Linked DNA regions of Mus musculus: region 1 is linked to region 2. Evidence: chromatin contacts called from public HiChIP or PLAC-seq data. All regions are on one chromosome and are shown on one strand. The core of a region is the stretch at or near the end of the contact, and the rest is flanking DNA. Distances in the headings are between cores, read along the strand shown. Region 1 has its middle 230 kb from the start of Gm32121. Region 2 holds the start of Rarb (retinoic acid receptor, beta).

Region 1 (4,915 bases), core at 1,778-4,277, 600 kb before region 2:
TCTACTTCGCTGGGATCAATTTTAGTTTCCACATATGAGAACATGAGGATGTATGTTCTTGTGTCTGACTTATGGCTTTTATTGTAACAATCTCCTTCTCTGTTCATATTGCCATCAAAACAGGATTACACTCATTACATGGTTTTATATGTCTCCTCCTCTTCACTCTATGCTAGATATGAAGCTGCTAGCTTTCTTGGCAACAGAGTCATGCTGGGCTACTAAGACTTCCCACATCTTTCTTCTCTGAACTAAGACTGTCTCACTTGCTTCAGTGCCCCGACTACTGTACTCCACAGAGTGGTCCATAACTGCCTCTGCTTGAGGCTCTGTTCTTTGAGTGAGGCTTAATCCTCTTGGTTGGTACCTGAAGTGCAGAACAGGAAAATTCCATATGGAAGTAGATAGACACAGAAGTCAGCTCAAGTACCATAAAACCCTCTTTGATGTTTCTGCATTAGTTGCTACTTCCTTCCAAACCCCAAAGCCCATTGCTTTCCATGACTAAGACATTGTCTCTTCATTGAAGGTCAGCTCATGAATTACTGGAGCCTAAAGAAGTGCTATTTCTTTGGGAGTTTATTCCTCTTGTTTGGGTGTTTGTCAATAGTTTATTCAGAAAATCAACCCAAATGTCTAGTTCTCTTTCTTCAATTAGGAACAAATTAGAGGATTTATTTAAATCCCAATACTCCCTTGCAATTGGTTAATTGGGTCAGTCCCAAACCAACTTACTGGGGACTTGTGGCCCCAATATCTTCCTCTTCCCCATTTGCCACTCCCCCACCAGTGGGAACACTTTACTCTTGTCTCCTGGGAACACTTTCACAACAACCCTCAGGACTTGTCTCCCAGGGTCTGCCTTAGTGAAATGTAGCTTAGAAAACCCACCATGACAGGCTGCTGTGCAAATGTGGGCTGTGTCATAACTTCAGCCCACCCAGGTTACAGCTTCCTTTTGGTCAAGTCCAAAGGCAGAATGGCTATGAATGCTTCTTTCCTGTCCCCTCTTCCTCCTCACTCCCTCTGTCCCTTGCTTCTTACTATCCATTTGTCTAACCTTTTCCTTTGTCTTGTTTCCTGGATAGAGTAAGCCTCTCTTGCCCACAGCTGATGATCATGAACCAGAAACCAAGTTAGTTTCTATTTTTGAACAGATCATCTTGATAACAATCAAGTCAAGTTCTTATTTTTTATCCCTAAAAAGAGGTACAGGATTTGGCTCAGTGTTTGGGGAAGGGAAATGGACAGATAGGAGAAGGGGAAGCTACACTTTCTGAGTTAGTGTTCAGGTGATGACATGCTTAGCAGTGACTCTGTGAACTAACGTGTCAAAGGCAGTGTCTGTAAGTGCCTATTAGCGAGTAGCTGTTGCTCTCATTTTCTTGCTGAATGTTCAGGGACACCGTGTTTCTTTCCACCTGCTGACTCAAGGCTGTGCTTCCTCAGAGTCCTACACAGGATTTGTCTATATTATCCAGGTCTCTACCTTTTCTAGGTGAAGGAACGAACACCTGATGTCCTTGTCAAATGGGTATCATGAACTACTTACCATGCCATTTGTAAAGGTGCTACTGACCAACAGCCATATTATGACCAACAACCATATTATGTTTCGGAAATGTCAATGTCTCTAAAGAAAAGAGTCTCCAATCTGAGATGTACTAGCTGTTCATATCAAAAAGGATACTGCCTGCCATCAGTTGTTCCATTTGCACTGTAAGTTCCTAACAGAGAAATTCCCATGTTCCAAATGATGCTTGAAAAGCAGCTGTCTCTCAAAGACCCCCTCTCATCCCTTGCCCAATAGCACATGTCACTTTTGTCAAGGGATTATGCCCTTGGTTAACCTTTTCAATGAAGAAGGAACATGAAGTAGCTCAGAAGAGGTGAAAGCATTGTTGCTCCAGAAACTGAGAAAACTCCCATGAGATCAAACTCCATGCTCCAAACTGTGTGGAACTTACAGCTTACAGCCAAATACATACCCAGAGCCAGTGGTGGTGACAAGTACCCTATGACTCCCACTCAAATGACCATCAGTTTATCATACCTGAAGCTAGAGGGAGAGGGCTAAAAAGGGAGAGACAGAAGGAAGCTGGGAGAAAAGGTAAATAAATGATAAGGCAAGTGATGGCTAACTTCTATTGAGTTTTATATGTTAAACCAGGACAAGAATTGGACAATGAATAAGATGGCTTCTCTTCTCCTGGATTCTTAGCGTTTATGAATGAAAGTTCCACATCCTAGTGGCTCTCCCTTCAAAAGGGCTCATCCATTACTGGGATAATGATTTTCTGTCAAGACAACAACACTGCCAAAGGCCAATTACAGAGGCAACGTAAAGTTAAAAAGACATTATGAAGAAAACTGTGGTACATGCTGACTTTTGCTAGCTCTTTTCCAGAGACGATTGTCTGGTGCCGACATGTGTTTATTACACTTAATAATGTTTACATAATTCTTCCTTGAGCTCATTAAAGCTGTCAGATCAAAAGTAAACGTGCTTCCCTCTCTGTTTATGTTTAAAGACTTTACAGTCAATAGAGAAAGATGAACGACATCCAGGGCATACTCAATCTGCTCCTGAGCAGAAAAGTGCCAAGTTAGCTTTGTGTTGGGCAGCTCCTGGGTTCAGGAAAAGGCAGGGCAACGGGTTGACTCTTTTCTACTTCCCTTTCTTGGCCAGTCGGTTTCCAACTTTACTATGCTTGGGAAATCCTCTTTTCCAGCGTGCTGAAATACGCGCAGTCAGCTCCAGCTCCCAGAAATTCAGATTCAGTAGCTGCGGGGTAATTCTGTTTTCTATGGAGCTCACAGGTGATATTTGGCAAAGTGCAGATTTCAATCACAATGCTCTCCTTTGTTGGGTCGGGGGTTACCCACTTGGCAAATTTGAGATGTCCTAGCCTGTGACATCAACAGCAGTAGTGACAGTAGGCAGCACAGTGTAGCTGGGCTGCAGCTGTCAGAAGCAGCTCAAAGGAAAACTCACCGGCCAGCTTGGGGAGGCGGGGCCTGGAGCCCGGGGCGGGGCCTGGCGCTCGTGGGCGGGGCACAGCTGCCCTGGCTCCAGCTGGTGGCTGGTGAAGGCAGCGGCAGGGGCTGAGGGCACAGCCAGCGGGCGGCGCGCCGTGGACTCCCAGCAGCCCGCGAAAGGTAAAGCCAGGAGCGCGCTCGCCAGCCTCTTGCCCAGAGGCTGCGGTGCCAACCCGAAGGGTCCCGGGTCATAAAAGCCGTGTTTGGGTGCCTGGGCATCTGTGTGGCATCCAGGCAGCGGCTGCACAGCGGGGATTTGGCGTGCATGGTCCTGGGTCCAGGGCTGGGGAAGTGGGGTAGCTGCTGACTCTTCAGCCAGGCTAGACTGTCCTGACTCAGAGGCAACTTTGCGCAGCGGTCCTCTTCCAAGTTCCCTTTATTGCCATTGTCTTAGCTTCTCCAGTCTCACCCGCTCCCCGGACTCCAGCTTTGTTCTCCCGCGGTCTCCAAGGGTGTGAGCCTCAGAGACGCTGGCAAGTTGCACCTGCCAGCCCGTTGGGTCTATCCTGGCTGGGTCTGCATCCCTGAGGGGTCCAGTGCTGTCTAAAGCTCACCAGGGCAGATACCTCGAGATGTAATACTTACCTGAGCAGTGATGATCTCTCTTTGAGGGTCTGGACTGGGAGGACAGGTGTAGCACATCTGGGTTGTACTGATTTAGGGAGTGAGAAGGGTAGGGAAAAAGTTTGGGGCATAGTCTGGGTCAAGAGAACTGGTAGCATGAGTTGGAGAGAATATAACCGCTAGAGGATGAGAAGAGAGAGCAGAAACAGGACGGAGCCCTGGAGGCTGTAGCTCTCTCTGAGCCTGGATCTGTGGCTAATATGGGTGCTTGGCCACAGCTTGCAAGGTGATTGGCTATAAGGGAGATGTAAATGGAGGGAGGTGCCAGGACTGTATTCGCGCCCTGTGTCTGGATATTTTGGAAGAACAATACAAGGAGTAAATGATTGTACCCTAGTTCCTAGAGCTGGAAATAGGGCGGAAGTAGGTTGTGAGGGATAAGTTTTAGGTAGCCCTAGAACTGTCTTTGAAAGCAAACAGGTGATGGTGACAGAAGGGACATATGTGCCGGTATGTGTGTGTGTGTGTGTGTGTGTGTGTGTGTGTGTGTGTGTGTGCATGAGTTATGTGCCTTTTGTGAGAGTGTGGGCACACAGAGAGTAACGATGCTACGGAACTGGAACACAGGAGTACCCTCTCCCCGCCTCTTTCGCGATTTTGACAGCTTTTGAATTCTGAGCCATTCTCCACCTGGCTCTGACAGGAGAGAGGTAAACTGAAGGTCTTAGAGTAGAGCAGACAAAAAGGCACACTGCCTGTGTGTACCTGTGAGTAGACCAGGTCCTTCACATGCCAGCTCTAGAGAGAACACTGACAGGAGAGGAGGAGGAAGGCAGGCGCCCAGGGGAGAAGAGAGCTGGGATTTGAAGCATCTTGACTGATAAACTGAAGAATTATAAGCTGATTTTTAAAAAAACATCACAGAAAAAAATAAAAATGAAGCCAAAATTGCAGTGGCTATGGCAAAATAAACTTGATTATTTCCAAAGGTGTTTTAAAGTGTGGTTTTAAAGTAAGTTTGAAATCCTCTTTAGAGTTTATGACTGGTTTTAGGCAATCCCTCTGACACATTTTTTTCTGCACCTATCCCGAAAAACCTTTGAGTGCCAGGAAGAAGTAAAAGTCATGTACAAAAATAAAGCGCTGCTAACTGAAGTTTAAATGAAGCTTTGAGCAGGATTAAATGGCTTGTGTAACTGCTGAGTGTTGTTAAAGTACTGTCAGGGTTATAAAATAGCCAGACAAAAAATAAAGGAAAAAATAATTTTAACAAGAAAATGAAGGCTTTCCAAGAACTTCGGTAATGAACACA
Region 2 (5,538 bases), core at 1,999-4,498:
AAATGTGGTTAACTTGAGTCCGCTTTTGAATTAATACTTCCTAATAGCCTCAATCGCTGCCAATGGTGTAATTAATCCATGATGAGAAATGACTCACTGACTATGAGTCCCACTACATTATAAGAAGTCCATAATATCCCATCCACGCAGATTTAAATACTGATCAAGTTCATTTCTCTACAATTAAAAGAATCTCGAGGTGATTATAAATCTAAATTATCCTTGTGCAAAAAAAGAAATTCCCCAATCACAAGCAATCACCACACCACAACCACAAAGAGCCTTGCTAGAGACTGTATCCTTTCAGCCAAGCAACTGCTATCTTGGGGATTTCAGCTATGTCCCCTTGCAAAGGGATAATCCTAGCTAGGCTTGTTGATAATACTGCTCCACCCCAGGAAAGACTGGGGAGGGTGACATCTTCCCCCACCACCTGTTGTATGCAACTCTGCCTTAATTGCCCATGGCCTGGGGAAGGCCTTAAATATATGAGGAATGTGGTCTTCATCTACATAGCTGTGGGGAAGCTGTCTTCTCTGCTGAAGTACAGACCTTCCAAGAGTGCCTAGTTAGGGAGGGAGCACCCCCACACATCCCTGTAAGTGACTTTTCAATTATGCTTTGTAAGGAAGCCCAGTAAACTCAAAGTTCCTTAGAGTGACCTCTAGTAATACTGACCTCTGTCCTTGGAACCATAGGGTTAGGAGAAGGGTTAAATATTGCTTAGGTCTCCTGAAGAAAAGGAATTTTAGCAACACACAGGCACACAAAGGAGGAATATTGTGGAAGACATTTCTGGGCTCAACCTCTCTTTCCCATGACCACTGCCTCCCTGCACTTTGGGACCATTATTAGCAATTTCCACAAGGAAGTGCAGCAGCCTCCTGGAGAAAGGGCACCTGAGACACAGGTATCTGCCATGGTGCCAAGCTTTCTCACCTCTAACTTATTTCAGTTCTGTTCAGTTCCTCTCCCCTCTGCCCATACCTTTTCCTCCACCTCCAATACTAGGTGCTCGTGACTCTGTTTCCAGGGAACCCAAGACCTCAAGGAAGCATTCAGGGACAGTAAGTCTCTTGGGCCAAGCAGAAAGTCACACATAGCCCAGCGTTTTGTATCTTTACAATTGTTCAGTGGTGGTCAGTTAAGTGGTCGCTTTGTAATGTGTGTTGTCTTTGTAGTTGACAAGTTTCTAACAAAATGGCTACAGAAAGGAAAGCAAAACAGTGTGCACTTCCAGTGAGAGCTCTCCCTTCAGCACGCTGAGCTTCCTATGCTGCAGGTATAGAGGGCTTTCTTAGGGACACTCACTCCCTAAGGAGGAGTGTGCAGCATGCTCCCATCCTGTGCCAGGACAGCCAAATAATAGCAAACTAGTCAGAAGGGCATTTCAGCAAGGGTGGGTGTACCTGACAGGCTCCCCTGTGTGTCAGTGTCCTTCCCTCCCTGCACTGCCCACAAAGGAAGACAGGAGTCAGGGCTTCCCCACCCATTTCCTTGCCAGCCTCCTGTGGGAGAATTCCCAGCTTGGCAGAGAAGGAAGCAGAGTCTGGCTCTGCCCGGCATCTTCTTTCCAATGGAGAAGTTGGAAGCTAGCTGCAGGTGGCTTCCCTTTTTGAAAGTGCTGGCTGTTTGGCTGCATCTATATTAATTGCCTCTGGGTTTTTGAGAACAACTAAAAAAAATTCTGCTCCTTCCCCTAGGCTGAGTCAGTGTAACCAGTTAAAAAAAGAAAAGAGAAATCCTCTTGTCTGAAGATTAGGTTTTTTATTTGTATTTTTTTAAAACAGGTATAATTGGACAGGGGTGGTCTGAGCCAAGTCTAGCTTTCAGAATTATAAAACCCTCATACTTGCCCAGTATGAGGAGTATTTTCAAACTCCACGTTATGTGTGGGGACCTGTGCCTGACGAAGTGGCCACCAACACTCTGTGCATAGACTGAGGATTGGCGTGGGTTCAGACAGGGCACAAGTCTACTAACTGCTGAACACTGTAGCCTCAGGAAGGTCTGGGTATCCTTGGCAAAAGTCCCACAGCTAGAAACAGGAGGCTGAGACACTGCTAATATTCCTTTTGTGTGTTTATTGAGAAGTGACAGGTAGTTATTTACGTTCTATGGATGGTATACAGATGAGAAAACTGGGTCCTAGAGAAAATCAGTATTTTCCTAGACACACAGATGGCCAGTGACAGAGTTACTGTTTTCACCAACCAGCAAACCAGAATCTAAAATTCTTTCTCTGTCTCTCTCTCTCTGTCTCTATATCTCTCTCTGTCTCTCTCTGTCTCTATATCTCTCTCTGTCTCTCTCTGTCTCTATATCTCTCTCTGTCTCTCTCTGTCTCTATATCTCTCTCTGTCTGTCTGTCTCTCTCTCTCTCTCTCTCTCTCTCTCTCACACACACACACACACACACACACACACACACACCTCAGTCTCTGTGTTTTGCCTTTCACTTTCTGTGTTTGTGAGAGTGCGATTGGCAATGGGGGGTGGGGGGTGGGGGGTGGGGGGAGGGAGGTGGTGGATAGAAAGAAGAGAAAGGTGAGATTAGGAACAGAGTTTGGTGCAACTAATCTGTGACTGCTCCAGGTGTTTCTGCCTGCAGGGTTTTTAAAGTCTAAGTAGATCCCAGAAGGGACTTTTCTCTCCCCTCCGGAGCTAGGACAATCCCTTCAGCGAGCTCAGCTAAAGCCTGAAAGAGTGAGAAAAAGGGAGGAAATAATAATAATAATAATAATAATAATAATATGAAGAAGGAATAAAAAGACGGCAGGCTTAATGGAAAGTTTCCCGGCCCCAGAGGCTTCCCTCTGCGAGCGGTGGCGGGGCTCCTGATGGGCAGTTCGGGGCTTGCGGAGTGCTTTTACGGGAGTGGAAAGATACCTAAGTTGCAAGGGCTTGGCCAGGAACAGGAGAGCAGAGAGGAATTTCAGAGGCGAGCTGAGGGCGAGGGTCTCCCTGCCAGGGCCGGCCGATGAAAAGGCGCAAACCGCAGCCGCACTCCCGCTCCTCCCTGCGCTCCTGGCATTGTTTGCACGCTGAGCCGTGGGGAGCACCGCGCGGCTGGCCGCGGACTCGCTGGCTGAAGGCTCTTGCAGGGCTGCTGGGAGTTTTTAAGCGCTGTGAGAATCCTGGGAGTTGGTGATGTCAGACTGGTTGGGTCATTTGAAGGTTAGCAGCCCGGGAAGGGTTCACCGAAAGTTCACTCGCATATATTAGGCAATTCAATCTTTCATTCCGTGTGACAGAAGTGGTAGGAAGTGAGCTGCTCCGAGGCAGGAGGGTCTATTCTTTGCCAAAGGGGGGGACCAGAGTTCCCGTGCGCCGCGGCCACAAGACTGGGATGCAGAGGACGCGAGCCACCCGGGCAGGGAGCGTCTGGGCACCGGCGGGGTAGGACCCGCGCGCTCCCGGAGGCCTGCGCGGGCGTCGCCTGGAAGGGAGAACTTGGGATCGGTGCGGGAACCCCCGCCCTGGCTGGATCGGCCGAGCGAGCCTGGAAAATGGTAAATGATCATTTGGATCAATTACAGGCTTTTAGCTGGCTTGTCTGTCATAATTCATGATTCGGGGCTGGGAAAAAGACCAACAGCCTACGTGCCAAAAAAGGGGCAGAGTTTGATGGAGTTCGTGGACTTTTCTGTGCGGCTCGCCTCCACACCTAGAGGATAAGCACTTTTGCAGAGCGCGGTGCGGAGAGATCATGTTTGACTGTATGGATGTTCTGTCAGTGAGTCCCGGGCAGATCCTGGATTTCTACACCGCGAGCCCTTCCTCCTGCATGCTGCAGGAAAAGGCTCTCAAAGCCTGCCTCAGTGGATTCACCCAGGCCGAATGGCAGCACCGGCATACTGCTCAATGTAGGTTTATTATTTTTTTTCCTTTCTTTTACCAAGGAAAAATAAATGTCTCTCTTGCATGCAATAAAGACACTGGAATAAAGTGCAGTGGTGGCAAGACAAAGGGTTTAATGATTTAATGCTGAAGGGGTGTGATAGGCTGCCATGCATATGGATTCCCTCTGCTGAAATTCCCTTGGAGAGGTTTCTTGAAACGCTCCTGCGCCCCTGTTCTCCCTTACCACCCTATTCTTTCTTGAAGATAGGTGTTTTTTGTTTGTTTGTTTGTTTGTTTTTAAATAAGTACGAAAGGAAGGGGAAAAATAGAAGGTGACCACGGACTTTGAACATTCTTCAAGTAGTGCAATCTGATATTCCATGCAATTTGTGTAACGGGTAGAGAGGGGACTTAACTTTGCTGGGATTAGCCACGAGCTCAGTAACACTTCCCCCTTATGTATTTCAACAGTGCAAAGTAATTAAAATATGACATGGTCTCTTCAAGGAATGCAACCGTGTAAAGGCGGTTAATCAGAGTTCATAATGTACCGGGCAGGATGGTGCAAGATGCTGCCTCCCTCGTTCCCTTCACCGAGAAAAGGCAATATGTCTTAGCTGTGACCCCACTGCCATCTCTCCGAGTTACTTTGTTGGTCTAAGAAGTTTCTGTTTTGCTAGGTTACTCCTGGTCACCAACACCCCTCGGGCTGGCCATTCATTATTTCCATACCTTACAATTCAGTCAGGAGCCTGGACTTCAGTTAAAGGAAAAGAAATCTAAATGGGGTAGCCTCGTTTTCAAAAACAATATTGACTGTTTGGTTATCTGATGCTGACATGGTGCTTCAGCTTCATCAGTCAACAGTAGCTCAGCTGCAGGCCTGAGAAATGACCAGGAGTCCTGGGAAATCTTACATAGAGCTGATGGTAGTGGGAGCCTGCAGGATGCTTCGCCACCCTGACAGTGATTTAGATAAATGGCTCATCTATCTATCAAAATGTTTTTAGTACTTGATTTGACAATTCATTGGAGCATTAGCCTGAAAATGACATTTTAAATCCTTGTTTACAAAGCGGTCAAAGTTTAACTGGGAGAAATTGAGTTTTCCTAACAACAAGGTGACTTGTCTAAAGAGAGAGGCAAAAGGCAAAATAGAGGAGGGGCAGGGGCAGCATGTCAGCTGACTCTCTGAAACTTTTTCTTAGGAAAAAGGACAGTAAGAAAAAAAAAAAAAGACTTACTTCTTGGGCCAGCAAATCAACAGGTTTGGAGTTGGAAAACCATTAACCATTTATTTGATGCCAAAGGCCTTGCCATCCAACTTAGTATTCACAGAGCCCCATGTAGGCACACAGAGTATCGATCGCTCCAGGAAATGCCTTAATAGTCATCGGCTCCCCAAATACCCTCTCCTCTTTGCTACTCATTTTCTTTTTGGAGAAGGCAAAAAACTTTAGCATTAGAAAATATTTTCCAGTCACTAGCATGCCCTCAAGCCCTCCTTTCCATAGCAATTAAACTGATGCCAACGTTCTAGTTGAGATTCTAGGGACTGGGCACGAGGAAACTTTGACTTCTTAGAGAGGATTGTCCTGAAACATTTTTAGTAGAAGGGAAGACCTGTCTTGGAAAGAGATTCTGTGGAGAGGAGTTACTTATAGAAATTCTCCCTTTTGCAATTACCCTGCTTAA

The links. HiChIP or PLAC-seq counts read pairs in DNA pulled down with a chosen protein or histone mark.
Region 1: a contact with region 2 is called in an H3K27ac HiChIP or PLAC-seq map of differentiating embryonic stem cells, with 7 times the contacts expected there. The contact joins the enhancer-like site here to the promoter of Rarb in region 2. A contact is called at or near these places in 1 of 484 Hi-C or Micro-C datasets (stem cell-derived neurons), 8 of 115 datasets of contacts at active chromatin or transcription factors (astrocytes, differentiating embryonic stem cells, embryonic stem cells and 4 more) and 1 of 9 other capture datasets (embryonic stem cells).

Annotation. Positions count from the first base shown.
Region 1 is chr14:17,171,048-17,175,962 of GRCm38.p6, reverse strand. No RefSeq gene overlaps it. Among named protein-coding and RNA genes, the nearest start is that of Gm32121, 230 kb to the left of the region's middle. Within about 2 kb of position 3,027, at least 35 of the 459 cell types and tissues checked have an H3K27ac peak or open chromatin away from gene starts, as enhancers often do. A contact at or near this core is called in differentiating embryonic stem cells, forebrain and neural tube, where this site is marked.
Region 2 is chr14:16,573,186-16,578,723 of GRCm38.p6, reverse strand. Rarb (retinoic acid receptor, beta) reads left to right here and starts at 3,248. Exons shown (of 8, transcript NM_011243.2): 1 at 3,248-3,866. The coding sequence starts at 3,710.